Linked DNA regions of Mus musculus: regions 1 and 3 are each linked to region 2. Evidence: chromatin contacts called from public HiChIP or PLAC-seq data. All regions are on one chromosome and are shown on one strand. Each heading gives the region's core, a stretch centred on a gene start, on an enhancer-like site or on the middle of the called end of the contact. The rest is flanking DNA. Distances are from core to core; before and after follow the strand shown.

The links. HiChIP or PLAC-seq counts read pairs in DNA pulled down with a chosen protein or histone mark.
Region 1: an HNF4G HiChIP or PLAC-seq map of pancreatic cancer cells shows a contact between it and region 2. The contact joins the enhancer-like site here to the promoter of Slc25a24 in region 2. A contact is called at or near these places in 5 of 39 promoter capture datasets (the 3T3-L1 cell line, 3T3-L1-derived adipocytes, HPC-7-derived erythroid cells and 1 more), 1 of 484 Hi-C or Micro-C datasets (muscle stem cells), 2 of 115 datasets of contacts at active chromatin or transcription factors (pancreatic cancer cells and trophoblast stem cells) and 1 of 9 other capture datasets (adipose tissue).
Region 3: a contact with region 2 is called in an H3K4me3 HiChIP or PLAC-seq map of bone marrow-derived macrophages, with 5 times the contacts expected there. The contact joins the promoter of Vav3 here to the promoter of Slc25a24 in region 2. A contact is called at or near these places in 16 of 39 promoter capture datasets (the 3T3-L1 cell line, 3T3-L1-derived adipocytes, the HPC-7 cell line and 10 more), 5 of 484 Hi-C or Micro-C datasets (CD4 T cells, bone marrow-derived macrophages, embryonic stem cells and 1 more), 8 of 115 datasets of contacts at active chromatin or transcription factors (bone marrow-derived macrophages, effector CD8 T cells, embryonic stem cells and 4 more) and 3 of 9 other capture datasets (adipose tissue, embryonic stem cells and liver).

What each region holds. Positions count from the first base shown.
Region 1 is chr3:109,305,903-109,309,792 of GRCm38.p6, reverse strand. No RefSeq gene overlaps it. Among named protein-coding and RNA genes, the nearest start is that of Vav3, 33 kb to the left of the region's middle. Within about 2 kb of position 2,217, at least 43 of the 459 cell types and tissues checked have an H3K27ac peak or open chromatin away from gene starts, as enhancers often do. A contact at or near this core is called in muscle stem cells and pancreatic cancer cells, where this site is marked.
Region 2 is chr3:109,121,374-109,125,368 of GRCm38.p6, reverse strand. Slc25a24 (solute carrier family 25 (mitochondrial carrier, phosphate carrier), member 24) reads right to left here and starts at 2,220. Exons shown (of 10, transcript NM_172685.3): 1 at 1,982-2,220. The coding sequence starts at 2,164. Gm19391 (a long non-coding RNA gene) reads left to right here and starts at 2,295. Exons shown (of 2, transcript XR_867568.1): 1 at 2,295-2,423.
Region 3 is chr3:109,337,787-109,342,172 of GRCm38.p6, reverse strand. Vav3 (vav 3 oncogene) reads right to left here and starts at 1,490. Exons shown (of 27, transcript NM_020505.2): 1 at 931-1,490. The coding sequence starts at 1,134.

The sequences.
Region 1 (3,890 bases), core at 968-3,467, 180 kb before region 2:
AGAGCAGTTCCAGCCCCTGAGCTCTCCAAGTCCTATCCAACACATGTTTTTGTTTTAAAGCCTTAGGGTCTGTTGCTAAGCTGTGCACTCGTTGGATCCATGGCGTGGCCCTAGAAGACTCCTACTGCAGGTGGAAGGGTCAGTAAGGTTTTGCCTCTTGCTTCTAGAAGGGGGTGGGGAGCACCTGGCAGCCCAGGGGCAGCTGATTCATACAAATGGTATTTGGATAAGGTGGAGGGAGTCATAAAGGAGCCTGGCCCCTGCCTCCCGGAAACTGGCTCCTCTCTCATTCATCCCAGCTGCCATCTTTCATCACCGGCCTCCCCCAGATGTGGCAGCCAGCTAACTCATTCTCACAGAATCCCCTCCCACACCGGGAACATGTTGAGACTTCGCTGCTTGCTCAGAGCCCTCCTAGGAGCGCAGCATGGTCCATTTGTGAGAAGCCGAGAACCGCAGCACTGATGCACGGGTGGGACGAGGATTAATATTTGTTTTCTCATGCAGCCAAAGAAGTGAGTTTGTTACTTAGGTAGTTTGGTGTTTGTGGTAAGAGACTAAGCTTGAGTGTAGAGAAGGCTAGAATCCATGTTCACAAACTAAAGCCAAAAGTTACCACAGCTAGCAGTGCTGGACCAGAGAACCCTCCACTTGGACAGTTGCTTCTAATGAGTCACAGTCAAGACAGTGTTGTCTCCCACATCAACCAAGGCAACATTAGACACAGCGGCAATTAACTGGTCTCATTTGAAGCCAGAATATAACCTAAGGGAGAAATTACAGTTCGTTTGGATAGCTGCACTTCATTGTTTAAAACATAAAAATTCCTAAATGTGCTTTTTTAGAATGCTCCCATCCAGTTGTTTTTACATCAACAAAAAGCCTCATTGGAAACAAAGCTGGAAGTTACCCTGCCGTGGCAAATTGAAGATGACTGGTGGGAAGTTAGCTAAGATCCTGCCTCCCTCTGCAAAGGTCCCGAAAGGAACCTGGGTGTTCCTTTCCAGTGGCTTTATACACAAAACTTTTTGGGAACAAAACCCATCTTGGGTGCACAGATAAGAAAACAAGGCGACTGTTTTCTAAGAGTCTCACATCCAGCCTGAGTACTTATCAAACAGGAAGCTTTCAGAGGCTACTATCACAGGGCCAGCTGTTGTAGGGGCTTGGAATCAGATGTCCCTCACTTGTTTGCAGCCATCACATGATAGAGCTAGAAGGACATTGTTCCTAATAAAGAAATTTTCAAATTTATATTACTGTCTTTAGATCCACGGTGTCTGACACATAACAGGTATAGCACACAATAAATGTTTGCTTTTAAACGTCGCCATTTTCTCTTTGTGAAAGACACACTTGAATTTAACTTCTAGTGGATCCCATCTCAAACTACTCAATATAAAGTATTCTACCTTGGTAGTTCTCGCTCCAGAATTCTAGGAGTAGGACTGTAGTACAAAAGAGCGATTATAGAGCAGAAAAGTAAACTTTTTTGATTGAGCTAGTGGGAGAAAATCAACATTGTTTGAAATTTGTATTGCTGTTTGGTGGTCGTGGGGTTCTTCACAGCTTTTTAATATTCCCTAACTCAAAGATGGTAAAGTATGAAAGACAGACAACATACCGACTCACAAAGGGTGCGACCTTTGTGGGGAGATGCCCCTGGTCTCAGTGGCTAGCCACCAGCCAGAGAAACCTGAGTGCTAGGCCTTTAGGTATTGCTCCATCCCACCGTGCCTTCACACTTCGGATGGAAACACAGGTATCAGAGATTCTCAGTGCCTCGTTCTTTTCTGTCGCCTCATAACTCTGTGGATGGAAATTTTATTACCCCATTTCACAGCTGTGATAACTGGCTCAGAGGGGTGAAGCAATTTGTATAATATCACAGAGGTGCTGATCAGCAGCTCTGAGTCCCAACCGGCTTCTCTGGGCTCTTGGATAACTAATGTGTGTTTTCTAGTAAAAAATCTTAGCCTCTTGTAAAAGTCCAAGAAGCTTCGTAACTAAGAGAGGTAATGGCCTGCACAGTTTGTACTTCTGATACAAACCAAACCACGGCTGAAAGAGACAAAGCCGGAGCCAAAAACAATGATTCACTGCCTACCTTGTGAAAGACACTAGTAATTCTGGGTCAAAGTCTAATGAACGGATGTGCGCATAGCAATTAGCTGTGCGGGCACCCTGGCTAGCAATCTTGGCAGAACAGCTCTGATTGTCATAGTAACTGGACTCTTCTCTGCCCTGCAGGAGAATTCCACGTGGCTGATGCAGGATAGAGCAGCCTATCAAGGGCTCCCCTTTCTCCCTGAAGCTGGAATTCTGCCCCTTAACACTTCCTGCAAGAAATAATTCAGGGAGGGTCAGATGGGATGACAAATACAGGGACATCACTGGTCAATCATTTCAACCACTGTGAAATGTCTGATAACAGCTCACAATGCCAAAAACGGTGAGGAAGTTGACTCAGCCAGTCAAGTGTTTGCCATATATGAGGACCTGAGTTCGAGCCCCCAGAACCCATGTAAGACCACATACTTATGGGAGGTGGAAATAGGCAGGTCCCTGGGGCTTACTGGCCAACCAGCTTAGCCAAAACAGCAAGCTCAGGGTTCAGTACAAGACTCTGTATCAAATTAAAAAAAAAAAAAGTAGGTGGTGATTGAAAACAACTGACATTCACCTCAAATTTCCATATCCATGTTCACACACATGCATATACATACCTACATGTACACACGCACACACACACACACACCTTAAAACGGACCAGGTAAAATCAACTCTGTTCATTTCCTTCTCTCCACTAAGAAGACTCATCACTTATAACCAAGGAGAGTAATATCAGTGAAACCTCCAACACGTCCCATTACTACACTGCTTCAGTTCAAAACCTTAAAGAACGGGACAAAGCATTATTACCCTAATTAGCAGTCTCCTTGAGTCACCTACTGTATATATATGTCTAAGAAGACAAGAGGTAGGAAACAAAAATTGACAGAATGACTAATACAAGCTGAGCATTTTATTTCAATCGCACAACTCTAAGCTCTATGTATCACCTCGATTTTGTAAGAAGCAAACCAGGGTTCAGAGAAAAAAACCAGCCCTCTGTCTCACAGACAGTGTGGCTTCAAAGCCAGGCCTCTCCAACTCTAAAACCTTCGGTCTTTTTGTTCTCAAAGTTCACTTGCATTTACTTTGTTCCAAATGCATCTACATTTAGAATCACTGTGTGTTACAGTCAGCATTCCATGACTATGATAAACTACCTGAGGTCATTAATTTTTTTTTTAAAAGAAAGGGTTTGAGGGATGGAGAGATGACTCAGTGGTTATGAGGAGTTGCTGTTCTTGCAGAGTTCCCAGCACCCATACAACAGATCAAAACTATTTGTAATGCCAGTTCTGGGGAAGCTGACACCCTCTTCTACTCTCCATTGTCCTAGGCAGGCACATGATGCACATGGAAGCATGCAAGCAAAATGCTCAGACACACAAAATAAAAATAAATAAACTTCCTTTTTAAATAAAGATTTATTTATTTATTTATTTATTTATTATATGTAAGTACACTGTAGCTGTCTTCAGACACCCTAGAAAAGGGAATCAGATCTCATTACAGATGGTTGTGAGTCACCATGTGGTTGCTGGGATTTGAACTCAGGACCATCGTAAGAGCAGTTAGTGCTCTTAACCACCAAGCCATCTTTCCAGCCCAAATTTCTATTTTAAAAACAGGAAAAAATTTGAGTTTGTCTCACACTTTTGGAGGTTTTATCATTGATTTGGCCTACTGCTTTGGGGTCTGTGGTAAAACAGGGGCATACGCAAAACCCACCACCTCCTGGAAAGAAAGAGAGAGGGAAGGGGGCCAAGGGTCTCAGTATT
Region 2 (3,995 bases), core at 971-3,470:
TTCACGTGCTAGCCCTAAATCCTTTAGTATCACGTTGGTCCAACGAGTGAGGCAGAATCACCAGTATTGGGAGCTGATCTTATTGGAGGGTATAATGATTAAATAAGTAATATCACTCAAGAATTGTAACAGTAGTGACACGTGAGGTAAGGGAGCCACTCACAGCTGCATGCAGTCAGCTCATCTCTGAAAGACAGTCTAGGAAGACATACCACAGACGAGGTGACCGAAGGTCAAAACTTTCCCTTAATTGTAAAAGTAATGTGTATTCATTCATTTTCCTAAACTACTACAAATGTAAAGGAAAAAGTACAAAAACTCTTATAGTTGAAAAATAAGCATTACTAACCTTCTGTAGAAGAATGTGTTACTGCTGGGGATAGTTGACCACATGAGGCATGACCACCAATAGTGACACTACACATCTGAACAAAATTAATATAATATAATACATATGTGTGTGTGCAAAATATATTCATTTATTAGTGACAAATATGAGTTGCCATGTTCTAAATATTTATATGCTTATAGGTTTTTACATAATTTATGTGTAATAATTTTTTTAATTACAGAATGTTTTTAATTACAGAAAGTTCCTCCTGACTCTGTGGGGTTTGTTGTTATTGTGGGATTGTTGTTATTATAGGGTTGTTGTTATTGTGGGGCTGGGGACCTTGAGGTCTGCTGTTGCTCTTTGTTTCAGTTCACTCCAGTTTGACTTAGATAAGGAGAGGACAGAGCCCAAGCTGACCTGTAACTAGCAACAATTCTCCAGTCTCAACTCTCAGAGTCCTGGGATTGGAGGCATGCCCCGGATGCGTTGTCTAATTTATTCATATTTTCAAAGAACAAAAATGTATTGGGAAACCTAAAGCACACTTAGAATGATACATAAGTCAAAGACATCATGTCAGTGATTAGAAAACACCTGGAAGTGATTAGAATAATAAAAACAACTAATAACCGAAACATGCCTCTGAGATGCAGCCACAGGGTGGCTGAAGAGATGCTATCACTCAAAAGTAGCTAGGCAGGCCTTTGATTCAAGAAATGGGAGGAAATGAGTCAGCCCGGAGCAAGTAGAAGAGCCACACTCGAACTTGGTTCTTTCAGAAAGTGCATCGAATAGGCAAACCTATGGCCAGAGTGAAGATGGGGGAAGAACTGAGATAAGGAAGAAAGAGGGACCCCTGCAGACACAGAAGTTCTGTAAAGTTATATAGAATAATGCCTTGGGCAAAACTGGCAGCTTCCAAAAAATAAAGTTGTAACTTACCAAGAGGACAAACTAAAGTGAAGACTCCTCTATTAATGGCATTGACAGTGACTGAAAGAGGAGTTTTAAATATAGGTACAGAACAGTTGTGGCCCACTCAGTAACTCAAGCACCTTCCTCTTAAGATAGAAAAGCCAGCGTCCTCTTGTAAGACAGCGGGCTGGACAAGTTCCAGATCTAGTGTCCCCACCCTGCCAAGGAGCCTGGATGTCAGGGCCACAATTCATATGACTCAGAGAAAGTCCAATTGCTTTGCAACAGGTCAACCCTTCAGATCAATGCGTGCACCCAGGGGACTAACTTTGAACGTCATAAAAACGGAATGTGGCCTTTCTACCTCACCCAGCAGTTGGGAGCAAGGCCGGTTTTAACTCCTTTTTGAAACAATAAACTCTAGCTGTAACAAAGTTACTTAAAGTTGGGACTCACTAAAGTCTGACAGCAGGTCATGAAAAGTTTGCAAAGGACGGGACAAGTGAGCCAAGAACCAGAGATGCTCTCAGAACAAAAAGTGTTGACAGTTTTAAGTGTGCAACATTAATTTATCTGGGAATACACCCGCCGCCTTCCAGATCCAACTCCTTGGAGCTCTTTCAGCGGGTTGGCGGGCATAGTTCCTCCTCCTTGCCTGGCCTCAGGCCACCGCCCTCCCAGGACCTGGCTGTGTGGCGCCTGCGGCCACCCCAACACCCTACAGCGACCCACCTCCTCCGCGTCCTGGCCCAGCGGGATGCCCAGGCTTTGCAGCCCCTGCTGCAGCTCTCCGATGTCCACCACGCCGTCCCCATTGCGGTCCAGCGCCCGGAAGAGCGTTTCGTAGCGTGTGGGCGGCTCCGCGTCGTGGCAGGCGGCGGTGGGCAGCACAAAGGCCCGCAGCCAGCGCAGCATGGTCCCGGGGAAGTCACCGTGAGCTGGTGGGGCGCGATCCGAGTGCGGAGGCCTGTGGGGTGGGGCGGCGGCCGCGGGTTGTCTGGATCGTCGTCGGGGGGGGGGGGGGGGGGGGGGGGGAGGGGGGCGAGGCTTCTGGCTCGCAGGAACTGAGCTCCGCACAGGGTGTGGTCGCCCAGCTGCTGCTCTGGGCGGAGCTGGCCCAGGCCTGCGCTGGCGACTAGGAGGGGATGGGCCAGCTTCCTGACTCCAGAACCAGGTAGGATAGGGTGCTGGGGGGGAGGGGGGGATGAAGGGGGGAATGCAAGGAGGGTTTCTGCTCTGCCCAAAGGCACAAACTTCGCCAACAGATTTATTAAAGCTTGGGTTTGGGGGTAGTTTGATGAGCAGGTTGCTCAACCTCAAAGCCCCGTTGGGCTGGAAGACTTGGAGAAGTGCAGAGTTCATCAGAAAGACAGCAGTAGGTGGGTATCTGGGACAGAGAGTCAAAAGTGAAAATGGCTATCAGACCAAAGGGAGAGGAAAGGGGCCTGCTAGAGGCCTTTTTCTGAGAGGAGCATCAGCCACCCAAGAGGGCATAGAGAAAGGAGAGAAGATGGAACACAGTGGGTACCTTCCCACAGCACACAAAGAAACCCCAGCTTCTTTCCTTCGAGACAGGTGTGGTCCTGAGGTTTGCCATTTATAGTTCAGGTGAGACACAGTTTCTGGGATAACGGGAGAAACGCTGGGACTACAGAGACTTCGATACCTGCTCCTTCGGCTGTGTAATTCCAAAGACCTAACGTAGCTTCCCTGGATAGCCTCCCGTCAGTAAAATGAGAATATGAACAGCTGCTTTGCCATCAAGTGAAATGTCCTTCTCTGGAATAGTCTCAATTCAATCACTGCTGCTTAGCAGAATCTGTGGTTATGTCCTGTTGTGTCCGGGTATTTAAAACGAACACTAAAACCACTTGTTTCTTCCAAAGTGGAGGACTTGAATTTCCCTCCTTCCTTACCACTCTGTACATTAAAATATACTGTGTATAAATAGAGTCTGCAGATAAAGGCTGCCAGTAACCAGTTTCTGGGCCTCTATTGCTTCCAAGCCATAGTCTTGGAAATTAGCCCCTTCCTCTGGAAAGGCTCTCAGACGCCACCAGTCTTTGTTGGCTCTCCTGGAAAATGGCTTCTAAGGCCATCTCTGGAGATGGCTGATGTTGAGGACGCTTGCCAACCCAGAAATAAAGGTTCCTCAGTGGAACAACCTGTGCTGTGTTCGAACTAGGAGCTGCCTCTCAGCTCTGAAAGCAATCGCATGCTAGGAAGTTCTGAAAAGAGCAGAGCTATATAGTGACAGAAACATATCGGGAGTTATGTGCTGCAAGAGTCAGAAGGGTTTTTTTTCGGGGGGTGATATTAAAGGGCAGAAGGCAGCGTATGAGGTGAGTGGTTTTATTCCACCCTGTGCTCCCCAGTGTTGCGGTCACACCCCCCCAGCAGTGGCCTACAAGCAATGAGGTCATGTAACCATGGGCTGGAACCTCTGAAACCAGCCCAGGTGAACCTTTCCCTGTTTATAAACATTATCTCCAGTATTTGCTGTGACGGTGAAGGATGGCCAACACAGAGATAACAACCGTAGAAAATTGTCTGCATGGGAGAAGAAAATGCTCACGGACCCCAATCATCTCCATGAAAGGGCTTCCCTTCCTGTGTCCATTCGTCAGGCCCACAACCAAGGGCTCCCACAAAGGCCACACAGAAAACCTGGGTTCATACTTAGTTTTACTTGATTTATTGTGGTCAGGAAGGACAAGTCTAGGGTTCAGCCTAATTCAGCACTCCT
Region 3 (4,386 bases), core at 241-2,740, 220 kb before region 2:
GTGTGCGTGTGAAAGAGAAAATAGAAGTTCTGAGTTGTGTTGAACATCCTTTTAACAGAAACTTTCCGACCGGCCCAAAAAATAAGCAGCACTGGGCTGCATGTGGCTTTTTGAGCTGTCTCTGAGGAACCCACTGCTTTCTGTGCCTTCCAGGACTGGATTTTAATCAGAACCCTCAAAGAGGTATCTCCAAGCTAAGGCCACAGAAGCCCAAGTGCCTCCAAGCTACCTGATCGCAAGACCCAATGAAAAAAAGCAGAGTCTCCAGCAAAACTTCTCACTTCCTGCCACCGGTGAGGGAGGCTGGGCTGGCTCCCCTTACGTTTTCAGACAAGCTATAAACACAACCTTCCAGTTTGCTAACAGGCCACGGGCTTAGGGGGCGGGGTGGGGAACTTCAGGAAGGCTCTCTGTGTCCCTCTTGGTTTATTTCCTCTGAGCAGATAACGGTACCAAACGCCCTCCACTTCCTAGAGTCCTCATCTATGGCACAGTTCCTCTTTCCAGAACGTGAGGACCAAATGAAAGCAAAAAATAAGTCAAAGCAAAATTAACCCCACCGCTTCATCTCATCCCTTCTCATTGTTATTTTAGAGCCGACTCCCTCTTTGTTATCACACACACACACACACACACACACACACACGGGGGGGGGGGGCAGAAAGGTGAAACGCGCCCTAGGATAACTTATTTCTTCCCGCCTCCCAGAAACCTTTAGGATTCCATACACCATCTCCCGACGCAAGGCTTTATTAGTTCTGCTTAGAAGCTAAGTCATTTCAAGGCAAGTGAGGAAAAGCCCCCAAGCTGAGAACTGAGAGGCAGGGCAAAGCGGAGCGCACCTAGATGTTTGCATTTACACAAAGAAATTATCCGGATGATTAATGGGAGCCTCTGACGGGCAGCGGGGTCGCGGGGTGGCCTCCATACCTGGGACATCTGGGGCCTCAGGTTGATCTCCTTCAGATTGATGGAGTGTGGCCGCAGGTTGTTGAGCAGCTGGCAGAGCAGGACTCCATCGCGAAGGGTCTGCGCCAGGTCGAACACCTGCGCCGAGTCCCAGGTCACCCGATGGTTGGGGGGCAGCACCTTGCTGTGGATGAGCCACTGAGCGCACTGCTTCCACGGCTCCATGTCCGACGGCTCCCGGACCCGGCCCGGCCGGGGCGGGCAGCGACTCTGAGGTGGCCGCCGCGGAGCGTCAGAGCCCCGCCGACGCCAGTCGCGCTGATGGCCCCTGGTTCGCTTTGCCTTTCTGGAGCGGGCGCCGCTGCCGGCGGCTCGGGGACGCCGCGTGGGACTCGCCTCGGGTCCCCGCCCGGATGCGCCGCGGCCCGGCCGCCGCTGCAGCAGCGAGTGCCGCGCGCTCTCGGTGCGCCCCGGCCGGCTCCGCTGAGCACTGGCTTCCGACTGGCGAGCCTGGCGCCCCGCGACTGAGCATGCCCAGCGCGCCTGGCCGGTCTGTGCGGTCCGCGAGTCCCCGGAGGCGCGGGTGCGAGCGTGCCCGCCGCCCTGGCTGGGGGTCCGGGGCTGAGGGCGGGGCGGCTGGGGGGAGGAGCGGGCCGAGTTGGGGCGGCGGCCACAAAGGGGATCCCGGCGCCCCCGCCCGCCCGTGAACCCTCGGATGAGTGGAGCTTGCACAACCCCGGGGCGTCCAGGGATTAGCCCATCGGCGCGGCTTCCTAGGAAGTGTGGCTGAACACTGAGATTCGCAGGGGTGTCCCCGGGGACACCCTGAACAATGAATGCGATTTAAATTAAGAGGGTCTCAGAGGAGCCAAGGCTTAACTGGGACACAGGGAGCCTGGAGAAATGAGATGTGCACTACGCGCAGCTGGAGAACGCAGCATGGAAAGTTTGTGATCGGCCCCTGGTCCCGCCTCCTCCAGGTCCATCCTCAGCCCCTTCCTGAAAGTCAGTTTCTTCTGAGAATGTTTTGACACCTTGAAAGTGCGTGACGTGGGGACAATTGCAGCTTCAGCCTAGGTAGAGGGAAAGAAGTAGGTTTTGCATATCTCCCAGGCTTGGAACTGTTCACTAAAGCAGTCCAGCGCCTTTTGCTGATCTTCAAAATCCTGCCTGAGAAAAAAAGAAAACTGGCCGGTGACACAGAGGCAAGAGCGCGCATGCGTCAGTGACTTGCCACCAGGTTTGAGCTCAAATCGCTTCAGTACCGAGACACTGAGAGACTGGGTCAGCATATTTGGAGAACCCTGGGGAAAATTGGAAAGTTCCCCCCCACACACACCCACACATGTCAACTCTGTCATACTGAGGCAAGGTTCTCCCTGTCTTTTTTATTCCCACTGCCCTACAAAGCCGAAAAGGGTGTATAAGCTTTTTGTAGTAATATATTATTTCACTGAACTCTGACAACTCCCTGTAAATGCCCTCTTCGCTAGTCTTTTTTTTTTTTTAATTGAAATCTAGTTTGGTGGGATTTTATATCTGTTGTTGCTGCTGCTGCTGCTGCTGCTGCTGCTGCTGCTGCTGTTTCATTAGATATTTGTAGCTCAAATTTTCGATTGTGGATCTTATTGATTTTATAAACAGGACAAAACGTAACTTTTAAAAAGTACATGATCTGTTGGGACAGAAGTTCGCTTCTTTTATGCGTGACTGTAGCAAGCGTGGCCTGCTGTGTACACAACCAGCCTTAAACAATAATAAATCAGCCTAAGGATTTCCTTTCCTCGCATGCATCCGTCCCCAGCAACTTCCTCTGTGCACACTGTGGAGTCCATCAATAGCACAATGTTTCCTAGACCATAATAGGTTTGAAAGCCTGAAACTACAGGAGGATCAATCCTTAGCAATACTGTATCACCGAAACTGTAAAGTGCATCCTAGGCACGAAGATTATCAACAGCAGTGTTGCAATAAAATAGAACATTATAATCATAAATCGTGAAAGAATGTATAAAATATATATACTTTTTCTTTCTGGAATTTTCCATGTGATTTTTTTTGGGGGGGGGGGGTTGGCTGTTGACTACCACTTTCCTAAAAACTCAGAATGCAAAACCATCAAAAAGAGGCAAGTACTGTAAGCCATGTTACTCATTATAGATCTTTACAAACAAAACACACATGACTTGCCATTTAAAATGTGGTCCTGCATAAGAAGAAGTGGCGCTGGAAAAGAGGAAAGATGATAAGGAAAAAGCAAAGACTAGCCAAGCATTTCATTTTAGGTAGCATCAGATCATCCCTTAATACTGTTAAAATATTTCCAAAATCCAGATCATGTGTACCGACCAGTAAACAAACCTGGATTTAGAATCCAAGTTAAGCTGCTTTTTGATAACCTTGGGCAACTTCTATTCTTCTAACCTTCATTTTCTTCACCTATAAAATGAAGGAAGTGACCCTTGCCACGTTGGGTTGTCAGAATAAAAAAAAGAGTACGCCTTGGTACTTGGAATGAATACATAGACAGGAGTATCACTGTGGACCTTGTAAGACTCTCGGGCCTGAACAAAATACCCATGGAAGGAGTTACAGAGACAAGTGTGGAGCAGAGACTGAAGGAATGACCATCCAGAGACTGTCCCACCTGGGGATTCATCCCATAAACAACCACCAAAACCAGACACTATTGTGGATGCCAACAAGATCTTCCTGACAGGAGCCTGATATAGCTATCTCCTAAGAGGCTCTGCCAGTGCCTGACAAATACAAAAGTGGATGCTCAAAGCCATCCATTGGACTGAGTACAGGGTCCCAGTGAAAGAGCTAGAGAAAGTACCCAAGGAGCTGATGGGGTTTGTAGCCCCATAGGAGGAACAACAATATGAACTAACCAGTACCCCCAGAGCTCCCTGGGACTAAACCACCAATCAAAGAAAACACATGGTGGGACTCATGGCTCTAGATACATAAGTAGCAGAGTATGGCCTTGTCAGTCATCAATGGGAGGAGAGGCTCTTGGTCCTGTGAAGGTTCTATGCCCTAGTATAGGGGAATGCCAGTGTCAGGAAGTGGGAGTGAGTGGGTTGGTGAGCAGGGGAAGGGGGGAGGGGATAGGGGATTTTCGGAGGGAAAACTAGAAAAGGGGATAACATTTGAAATGTAAATAAAGAACATATCTAATTTTAAAAAAAAGTCTCTCAGGCCCTACCCAGACTGAATGAGTAGGACCCTGAACTGTATCAAGGTCCTCAGGTGATAAATAAATTTCCATCAAAAGCTGCAAAGCCTTGATATAAGGTATGAATATATGTGGTGCCTGTCACAGGGACAGCTTCATAAACACCACTCACTATACCACACATCCCTGTGCATCCACAGAGCATCAGCAAAGACCAAATATTTTAAATTGCTACATATCACATGTAACATGTAAATAGTACTTTAGGTCATAAAACTCAAATATTAATCCAGAAA